2 separate regions of the Drosophila melanogaster genome follow, and region 1 is linked to region 2. Evidence: chromatin contacts called from public Hi-C data. All regions are on one chromosome and are shown on one strand. Each heading gives the region's core, a stretch centred on a gene start, on an enhancer-like site or on the middle of the called end of the contact. The rest is flanking DNA. Distances are from core to core; before and after follow the strand shown. Region 1 has its middle 6.0 kb from the start of a6. Region 2 overlaps CG43867.

Region 1 (5,719 bases), core at 1,051-3,550, 830 kb after region 2:
TGCAAGTGGCGTCTTACTTAGAGATTGTCTCCGTGTGGCCACATGGACGTGGCAATAAAATATCTTCGGTCACTTGCGACCGCTTGTAAGTCCGTTCGGTATGGGTATCGAGTCCTGGAGTTTTCCAACTCGTCGCGAGGAATGGGGGGCAGCAAAACATTTCATAACTACGGCTCGATGGTCCTAGTCCTCTCATCGTGCCAATGCCAATTTCACTTCCCTCGACGGATTCAATTTCGCGTCTTCCACGAGTTGCAGGCCTTGCTGCACATACATACTCCTGCTAATCTGGCTGGCGGAGACGTGATTCCCTTCTTGCCGAGCGTGTGTGTGTTTGTGTGTGGGTAGTGGCAGTGGGATTGGACATGCGAGTGGGAATGGGGAGTGGCAGTGGAAGTGGCACTTGAGCAGGCCGGCGACGTTTGTCTGTGTATTATCCTTGGTAATGCATGCAAAGATGCTGCAAAGTAGCTTAATACTTTATGCTCGCAATGAAAAGCCTTTTTACGATCGCATTATGCTTGTACGTACTTATATTTCACTAGCTGTATCATGCGTCTATTCGATACACATCCACATCCACCCCTCCCATATTCATATTCACTTCCATATCCATATCCGTGCCCAGTCGAGGGTATTCCGGGCATCTGGGAATGGGTATGGGGGGATAGGTCTGGGTATGGTGATGTGGATAGAGATATGTTTGTGCGATTGGGGGAGTGTGCTCGCATTAACTTGTCCTGGGCTTCGCCGGCGCAGTTCGTTTTCGCAACTTGTAGCCGTATCGCACTTTACAGCAGGGTGCATGTTGAATGTTCGGCACGGCACCATGTCGTATGAGTGATATCTGCAGTACGTAAACTATGCAGTAAATAAGTTTATTATCACCCGGCTTGGCTCGAATTTCCGCTGGCTGCTTTAGATTTTATATTGGGCCACCCTTCACTGGTCCTTCTCCTCTGGCACTGGTGATGGGTACTGGTACTGGTACTGATACTGGTCTTGGTCCTGGTACGGCTATGGGCACTGATACATGCAGTCTTGTTGCAGTTCCAAATCCATTTTATTCCCCAGCTGATCCAGTTCGAATTGCCCTTGGTTCCGCTGGGCACAGAGGGCGAGTTGCCGTCGAGTGGCCACGTATTTACATGGCCAGTGGAAGTCCACGGCCCAACTGAATATTCTCTTTTCTCAGTTCTCCGGACGGAGCAATCGGTTTTGTCCTTTTGCTTCCCTTTGCATTGTTGTAATTATTTTGCCGGCGCTACCGCTTCTAATTAATACAAATGGTTTGATACACAATAAAGATATTTCAACTTGGCTCGTTACTGGTCGTTGCCGCCCCCTTGCGTCCTTGCTGCCCTGACCGTGTGTCCTCGTTGGAGAAAAAAGTTTTCCCATTTCGGAAAGTTTTTATTTTGTGCTGCTGCGCTGCCTGATTCTGCTGCTCCTGCTGCTTCTGGTGGCCTCCAGTTGCACTGACTATGGCCACGACTACGACTGCGACTATGGCTACCACTGCCCCACCAGCCCACGCAGTTATCTCCTTTGTTTTGGGGCTTTTGCTTTTGCTTTCGCTTTGGTACTCTGTGCTTTCCTCTTCGACGTCGCAACCAACGTCATCACAATCACAATCACCATCACCATCATCATCATCATTTGGCCGTCTCGTCTGCTGCTTGGCTTATGCTTTGTACCCTTTTCGAGGGTATTCCACTTAGTGGAACACTAAGTGAGCCAATATCTTTGACATTCAAGTTGAATTCGCCTATTTGTTCTGAAATCAGGCAAATGAAAGCTAACAGATTCAATGAGGATTTGTACCCACTTTTGGACACCTTCGATCACCAAGGGTATTACCGGCTTCGACCTTCTCAAGTCGACTAAGTGCCCATTGCTCGGCGGCTTCCGTATCTGTTTTAGTTTCTGTTTCTGCGTCTTCATCAACGTGCATTGTTTTTGTGTAATTTTGCAATAAACAGCAAAACAATTTAAAAAAAAAGGACTGTCGACAAAGCAAAGGATGTAACGTTTTGCCAAGTGGAGCGACACTGAGCCAACCGCAGCACTGAACGAAATAGGCAACGCTAAAAACCCAGTTAAAAAGTTGCGTTCGTCCTTCGTCCTGTGCCCATCCTGCCCCCATCCTGTGCCCCTGCTTGGCCTCCTCCTGTTGTCCCGCGCACTTCCAAGTGCGACCAGCCAACTGCTCATCCGCCACTTTTGCAGTGCCCCATGCTCCAGCCTGCAATGTCCCCATCCTTGGCGCCCTTATCAGCCTGCCAAGGGGGAAATACTTTTGGTGCGTTTGTGGATGGCAAATGTTATGCCTTCATTTAATATGTGAACTGGACTGGACTGGGTTGGGTGTGGAGCTCCGAGCTTGGAGCTTGCTGGCGGCCCAGTTAATTTGTTATTGTTAGTGATTGCTTCGGCGGAGCATCGCACAACTCCCTTATTTGGGTATCCACTTTCTAATTGAAATGTATTTGGAAAACTTTGCGTTCAATTTGCATTAAATTCCATTTAAACGAGCCTCGAACTTGTGGGCCTGCTCGGACCGAGGTTCCATCTGCCCGGCTAAGGAGTAAAGTGCCGAATTAAAGTGGCAGCGGCGTAAAAAACGAATGAACTGACGAATTTGCGGAAGGACTAGGAACTAAGCCAGCTTAATGACCACCCATTACCGCTAATTGATTTCAATTAAATCACGCCCGACCAAAACGACTCCACTGAGAAGGAATTGCGGTTGTTCGAGCCACAACAACTTAAACAACAATTACAAAAATAATCAGGAAACAGATCCGGGTACAACAATGGAGCCACCGAACAGCCCCGTCCCCAAGCGAAGAAGGAAATGTCTGAAAGCAAAACAAGCTCAAGCTAACACGAAGCTAGCTGAAGTGATTGTGTGCGCTCCAACGCCTCAAGTGACCAGCCCGGCACTGGGCTCCACTCGCTGGCAGGACTTGACGGTGTCGAAAAGGATTGCCCCGGCGCACACGACGAGCGACCACATAAAGCGGCCATAAATTAGGGCATCTTTAAGCGAATCCAACCCCCAGCCGATGAGCTGCTTGCCGGCGCAAACCGTGCCCGTCGCACTGGCCACTAACAAGCCAACGTAACAACTTTGACTTGCTAACTTGATGAAAACGCCGGCACTGGAGCGGTGTGCTCAGTTACTCTGATGCGGACACCAGCCATCAGCCAACCGCCATCAGCTGGCTGGGTGACTCAGCCTCCACTCCAGCCACCGGCTGCGAAGATTTTCGGATAAAGTTAATTACAGCTCATTGGGAATGCGCTGCTCGCCGGCAAAACTTAAAAAGCTGCCTCGGCCAAGTTCATGTCCTCGTCCTCGTCCTCGTCCTCCCACTTCGCCTCCGTCCGCAGATGCTCGATGCTGATGGAGCAATTAACAATGAAACAACACTCTCTAATTGGATGAAACGCTTTGCAAGTTCTCCGCTATCCGTTATGCTCCGCTTAATAGCTGCTCCGAGTTCTGTTCCCAGTGATTGCCATAATGGGCCGGTCATGTCTGCCTGCGATCTATTTCTATCAGACTGCGAATATTCAATGGAGCGGCGTGTGAATAATTTAAAATCAAAGCAGGAGAGAGCATCGTAACGAGCATCGCGTTTAGATTATCAGCTTATCAAGTGCTAAAAGAAAAGCTAACTAACTCCCTCGATTATCCTTAGCCCCATTGTACGCACCTACCAAGTGATCACATCGATTTCCCTATCCGATTCCGGGTTTAACATATTTTTGTTGCTCGCTTTTGAGGTGGGCGATTGGCCGCATTGCTTTTCGTAACGAAGCTAAAATAATGTTGTTTAATTAATCAAAGGGCTGAGGTTGCCTCTGCCACGCAGACAAAAACATCCAATTTGCTTGTTAATTGAAAACAATTAAGCTGGCCATGGGCTCCTCCACATGCATTCTGCAGTCATCGCATCAGGTGCAGCCTCGCCTGCATCGGGGGCTGTCGAGGATTCGGCTGCCCCACGCGACCCATGCTCCTCCGGAACTTTTCTATTAGACTGTTGGCGCGGCTCGGTCGCTGCCTTTTGGCTGACTGGGGGGTCGCATTTTTCGAGTCAGTTCCCATCGCTTTCAATAGTTTCGCAGGACTATGCCAACCACGCCAGCCACCACGCAGTCACCAACAACAAATTAATACAAATAGTCTGCAGTGGTCTGGGCCATAGATTACACTTTCGCAGACAGATACTTGCTCGGCCAGTTGAAGCAGGGTAGTCTTTGGCTTTCCTCGGCTGCACCAAAAGAATCCTTTCGAAATAGTTTAGTTTAGTTAGTTGGGATCGTTACTTGCACGAAACAGTGATTCTATGCTTGTGTGATGATTTTCAAGAAAGTTATCATAAAAACTTTGATTTTCAGTCAAAAAATAAACGGTTTTTTGGTCATGAAAATATAAATAAATATCCAATAATGGAATGTAATACATCGTTGAATTCGTAATAAAATTCCCCGTCCGATGGCGTTCAAGGTTTGAAATGTTAAATTTTGGCCATTTTTCGCAAAAAATGACGATGTTACCCCTTACAAAAAGAGCGAAATTTTGAAAAAAAAAATTATTTGGAAACCGCCAGAATAGTGATTGGGATCGTTAATTGGGATAATAAGCTGCACAAAACAGTGATTTTTATGCCTATGCGATGATTTTCAAGAAAGTTATGATAAAAAATCTCACTTAGGGTTACTATTTTTGCAAAACACTGATTTCCGTTCAAAAAATAAACGGTCTTTTGGTCATAAAAATATAAATAAATATCCAATATTGGAATGTAATACATCGTTGAATTCGTAATAAAATTTCCCGTCCGATGGCGTTCAAGGTTTGAAATGTTAAATTTTGGCCATTTTTCGCAAAAAATAAAGATGTTACCCCTTACAAAAAGAGCGAAATTTTGAAAAAAAAATTATTTGGAAACCGCCAGAATAGTGATTGGGATCGTTAATTGGGATAATAAGCTGCACAAAACAGTGATTTTTATGCCTATGCGATGATTTTCAAGAAAGTTATGATAAAAAATCTCACTTAGGGTTACTATTTTTGCAAAACACTGATTTTCGTTCAAAAAATAAACGGTCTTTTGGTCATAACAATATAAATAAATATCCAATAATGGAATGTAATACATCGTTGAATTCGTAATAAAATTCCCCGTCCGATGGCGTTCAAGGTTTGAAATGTTAAATTTTGGCCATTTTTCGCAAAAAATGACGATGTTACCCCTTACAAAAAGAGCGAAATTTTGAAAAAAAAAATTTATTTGGAAACCGCCAGAATAGTGATTGGGATCGTTAATTGGGATAGTAAGCTGCACAAAACAGTGATTTTTAAGCCTGTGCGATGATTTTCAAGAAAGTTATGATAAAAAATCTCACTTAGGGTTACTATTTTTGCAAAGCACTGATTTTCGTTCAAAAAATAAACGGTCTTTTGGTCATAAAAATATAAATAAATATCCAATAATGGAATGTAATACATCGTTGAATTCGTAATAAAATTCCCCGTCCGATGGCGTTCAAGGTTTGAAATGTTAAATTTTGGCCATTTTTTGTCAAAAATTACGATGTTTAAAAAATTTGAAATTTAAAAAAAAAATCAACTTTTCAAAATCCCTATAAAAGTGATGTGGGTCGCTAGTTGTGATCATAAGCTGCATAAAAAAGTACTTTTTAT
Region 2 (5,037 bases), core at 270-2,769:
AGTGGCAAACTTTCGCTTTTGTTTAGGCTTGTCATATTTGACTTCGGTTGAGATTTGGAATCGATAGCCTCGCCTGGTCTCTTTGGGCCAACACATCCTCCGGCTTCTGGAGGTGCGCGAAGGACGAGCAAAACGTTTTGCACGCCACAAAAGTCAGCTTAGCTTATTTATTATTTACACGAATGAAACGTGTATGAAACCGACAGAAATGCTACAAGGCGAAGAAAAAAGCAGGAAAAGTCGAAACGGGCAAGAGGGGAAATCCTCCGAGGAGAGCATGAAAATCCCCAAGTATATGTGCGAGTGAGTTTGTGGTGTTGGTGTTATGTGGTTGATTTGATTGCTTTATGCACCCAGTGAGTGGCCGCATGAATTTCAAATGAGCCGTTCATTGGCCCGTTCTCTCGCTATCTTTGTTTTTTCATGTTCGATACTACACTTTGGTTCTGGACTTCCTGCCCCTGAAAGAGTTCCATAACTCCTGCTTTACACTTATACTAAGACTCAGGCTCAGACTCGTGAAAAATAAGACTAAAAGGTGGAGGGCTTCAAACATTTTGAGGCACGACCACAGTGCAGTCATTATCCTGGGCAAGATGGGAATGGAAAACGAGTGGCAGCAGTAGAAGCAGCACCCTGTGCGATATGGCTGCCACACAACGTGTTGCACACGTCCACGAAAGAGGCAGGAGGTTAAAGTTAGCGGTATGCGCTAGCTGGGTCAGTGTTCCTGTAGACGTAGGTGGGTGTTCCCACAGTAATTTGAAATTCATGCGCTTCGTATGTGGAATAAATTCAAGATTTTGATTTGCTGCTACGTGTGGCAAGCTGTTCTTCCTCGCACTCGCCGCCTTCTCTGCAATTGAAGGTGTGAAATCGCACATAAAGGATAATAAAAGTGAAAAGCGTGAGAGGCTGTCAGACCCTATAAAAACGGCAGGCGAAAGCAGGGGCATCAGCTGCAGGTTTCCGCTTTACTTGCGCCCAGAGTTTTCGAAAGAATAAAAATAAATATATTTACGAGTATTCATACAGTCAGAGCCCCACGTTGGGCACTGCAAAAGAAAGTATTGCCCCTCTGAATCGTGTTGATGCCGTTCTGTTTAGCGAACTGTTGTGGCATGTTGAGACTCAAGTGTCTAGGGAAGCAGTAAAATAAAGGTTCAGTTTGTGTCCAACTAAACTACCAATTACAATTGACGAATGGGACATTCAAAAGGTGACCTACGACTAGATGAAAGTTTGCGCATACATTGCCACAGATCTATAGGGTCCACACTGAGTGAAATGCTTAGAAACTTCTTATGCGACTGGCAAACGTAAACTTGGTTGTTCATCTATAAAAATAAAGTTTATCCGCCACGCATTCCTCCCCTAGGTGCTGTGCTCAGGTTACGCCCCAAAGCAAATCATCACTTAGTGGCTCCCCAGGGCAGGATCAAACGCACACATGGCTATGGAGCCGCGCACACATACAGACGCAGAGACACACACATACGGCGAAATATGCTGATTACGAGACGACGAAGACGCCATCTGGCGTGGGTGTTTGGGAGTGAGCCAATTTCAATGACTTTACTCTTATTTATGCCGTTCGAAAAGTAATTTATAGCATTTAACGCCTAAAAGCACACTTGCGATTTCAGCAATTTGCTTGGGTGCGAGTCTGAGCGCTAAGAGATGCCAATGATTTCGAGGACCCAGATACTCGTAAAAAACTGCGCAAGAGTCGCACAAGCTCGGCAAGCACATAAACACGCAGGCATGACTTTCATCCTCGTTCCCGCTGTACTCAAGTTTTGAGTTTACTTATGTTGAAATAGGCGCAGCAAAAAAATATCCAAAATAAGGTTTGGTCGAATAAACCGACTACAAAATACTCACTACAGAATGTAAACGTTATTTGGGATCCTCGAATGCCTTGGATTACGTATCGGAATACGAAGCAAGGGCAATGGCTATTTATTTAGCGGATGCCGTATCAAATGTACTTCTGGGCAGCTAAATAAGTGGTATCAAACTTGTATCTGCATCTGTATCTGTATCTGCAGATTATTGTATGCGTTACGCCCAAAGTGCCAAACGGCTGCGGAGTATCAAAAGGCGGGAGAAGAAAGGAAAAATACATGTCAATGACTTTACAGAAAGCGGAAACTCATAAAGATAAGTGTTGACATGGTTGCCAACATGGCCGTCCTCTTATTCGCCTCCCCACTTTACTTCCTTGCCTCGCTTCTGCTCCTCTAAGTGGCATCTGTCGTCTTGTATTTGTGTCACTCACTCACACTCGCGTGTAGATGGTGTGTGGGTGTGCGTAAGTCGCATTTTCCTAAGATTTTGTTGCTTTTATATTAAGCCTGAGAAAAAGGAAAAGCTCAAAGAAGATTTTTGACTATGCCAACTTGAATATGCTATCCAGCTTGTTTCTGCATTTACGCATTGCATAAAAATCCCAACATTCATACATATGAACGTATGTGGGGTTTAAGATTTATTTCCTTGAAATGTTCACAATCTTATCCCTATCGGGATGGAACGTTATAAGGCTTATATTCCCGCCATTAATTAGGAGGCCGGGAATCTATCGTTGTTATTATTATTACTAAAGCCATGGATGGCAATTAAATACCCGAAGCGAGACTGTATTGCTATGCATATGCCGGGTATTCAACCACGTTGAATGGGCGGAACTGGGTGATCGGGGTCACCACTTGTGGTTCGTTGCCCCGGCTAATTAATGTTATCGCATTTCATGCACCACTTGCTAATAGTTATCGACAAATATTTCACTGTCTGACACTGCCAAAGGCAAAAACAACCGCAATTGGCTTAGATTTCCTTACCATGCCGGCCCCGATCCTTTACTCCTTTTTGCGATCCGGGATACGGTATTATTTAATTTGCAGGGGAGGCAACCGGAAACCGTTTACGGTTTGTTATGCGGTTCATTGGCTGCAGACCGAGGTTCTGATTTCGTATTCCCGGAACGCTTTATTCACGTAATTTATGGCTAATGTCAAGGCAATTGCCGCTGTTTGATTGATGCGATAGAGGGGTAAATCATTGATTTCCTTGGAATACAACTAACATGGCCTCCATTCTCAGTCTCTGATTAATCACAGCTCATACAGGGGTCATAAATAGTAAACTCATTGGGAAGTGAGTGGCAAACGTGTAAGCAAAGTTAAGCCTCGGGGCCTTTTTTCAGTGTACGTAGGGGCGGCCTTTCCGTCCGGAACGGGCCTTAATTAAAAGCAGCAAATGAAATGCACATCACAGGCCTGGCAAACTTTTCGAGAACCCAAAAAAAAAAAAAAAAAAATTAAAAAAGTGTAAAAGAAAAGCGGAAGTTGAAAGAGCGAGTTGCGGAAAAAAGGTCGGAAATAATTACGCGGCCGCCGCAGAAGCGAATGAGATTTTGTAGCTCTTTTGGATCGCCGTGCGCGATTTTTTGGCGCATAACAAAGATTTATACCCCGGCAGAAGGTGAAACATAAATTTGATGCGTCTATAAGTAGCCAGCGCAGCCAGAAGCAAAAGCGGCGAAAGCTAAACAACAACGCTAGGCAAAGTGGCAAGGCAAGGTGGGTGGGTGGTGATATTAAGGCGAAAAGTTTATCCATCCACCCCTCGGAATTTGGCTAAAACTTTTCACTCCTGTTGTTCTCGTTGTTGCTGCGGTTGCATGATACGGGAATTTGTGTGGCCGCCACACACACTCCTTGAACTTTCTGAGCCCCATGAGCTGAGCTGGGGAAAAAAGAAGGAAACTGGAGTATTTAGCCGTAAGTGGTAATAATTACGACTCCGGATACGAGGCCCACGACCCGGAGTAACAGTGGGCGCCACCAAAATGGCCGGCTGGTTTACAGTTACGTTCAGCTGCACACAAGTTAATTAAGTTTAATTGGATTAAAATTATACAAAATTATACAGAAGCTCCCTCTGTCTGGACATGGCCCGCGAAATCTCCATAAAGCACAGGCTGCAGAACGACAGGATAGAGATGGCGGAATATCGATAGGACATTAAATTAAAGTTGAATCAAACTCGTTAAAGCTGAATATGCATATGAAATAAAAACATAGTCAAGCCGGCCAGGCTACTAAACAAATACACCGGCACTGCACAAGTTGACCTCCTAGGGCGACCTGAGAAAATCACAATCCCCACAATGTACAGTTGCCTCGGGGACGCTAAAACTGACGTTCCATCGCTCCGGCAGGGTACCAAAAAAAGTTTCCTAATCAACAGTCGTGACAGGCCCACCACTCCCAGCTGCACTGCTTTATAATGCAAATGGAAAATTCTATTAGGACGAAAGAACGCTTCATTTAATTTACGAGCCAATTTTCCGCCTGTGGAGCAGAGGGGCGCTTTCGCCCCAGGAATGTTGACAAATTCCACAATATGTTTTCTATGGAGCACTTTTTGGCCCGTCCCGGCCTGGCCTGCCACCTAAAACACTCCCCAGTGCACTATTCCTATTCGGATCTCGAAGAGCTTGCAGTCTGGCAGCGCTGCAAAGTATGCTTTAATTTTATGACACCAGCACAACAGCCTCCTTCAGCCCCAATGCTCTTTATTGAAATATTATGCAACAAAGTTGATGAATTTTGAGCCCGACAAACTTCAGCGGTGCACGGGGACTGCGCATTAAGCGAGTCCCGAGTCTCGGCCAGAATTAGGGGACAGGGGGATAGGGACGCGGACCTGGGGAGTGTGGGCAATGACTCTTGGCCCTTTTATCATTGTATCAGGTGTTTGCCAGGCTCGCTCGCTCGCACACACAGGGTGGGGGAACGCCGAGACGGCGGGCCGGGAACATAGGAAAAAATATTATAATAGCAATTGAGAATTACTGATGAGCTCTGCCACCAGGCTGAGGACTCGACTCTGGGTCGCTCCGACTTTTCGGCGAGCTGTCAGCTCACAACAATGTGCACTGGGTGAAACTGGGCTATTCCTGAATTGAAACCATTCAAAAATTCAGAAGGACTAGAAACTAGAGTTTCGCCACAAGGAAAGTTATAAAAT

What was found. Hi-C and Micro-C count contacts between places; a contact is called where the count stands out from the background.
Region 1: a contact with region 2 is called in a Hi-C map of the Kc167 cell line, with 4 times the contacts expected there. The contact joins two enhancer-like sites. A contact is called at or near these places in 2 of 107 Hi-C or Micro-C datasets (the Kc167 cell line and embryo).

The regions. Positions count from the first base shown.
Region 1 is chrX:1,698,986-1,704,704 of dm6, forward strand. No RefSeq gene overlaps it. Among named protein-coding and RNA genes, the nearest start is that of a6, 6.0 kb to the left of the region's middle. Within about 2 kb of position 2,301, at least 6 of the 39 cell types and tissues checked have an H3K27ac peak or open chromatin away from gene starts, as enhancers often do. A contact at or near this core is called in the Kc167 cell line, where this site is marked.
Region 2 is chrX:867,087-872,123 of dm6, forward strand. All of the region lies in intron 3 of CG43867, which reads right to left. Among named protein-coding and RNA genes, the nearest start is that of CG11664, 6.1 kb to the right of the region's middle. Within about 2 kb of position 1,520, at least 11 of the 39 cell types and tissues checked have an H3K27ac peak or open chromatin away from gene starts, as enhancers often do. A contact at or near this core is called in the Kc167 cell line, where this site is marked.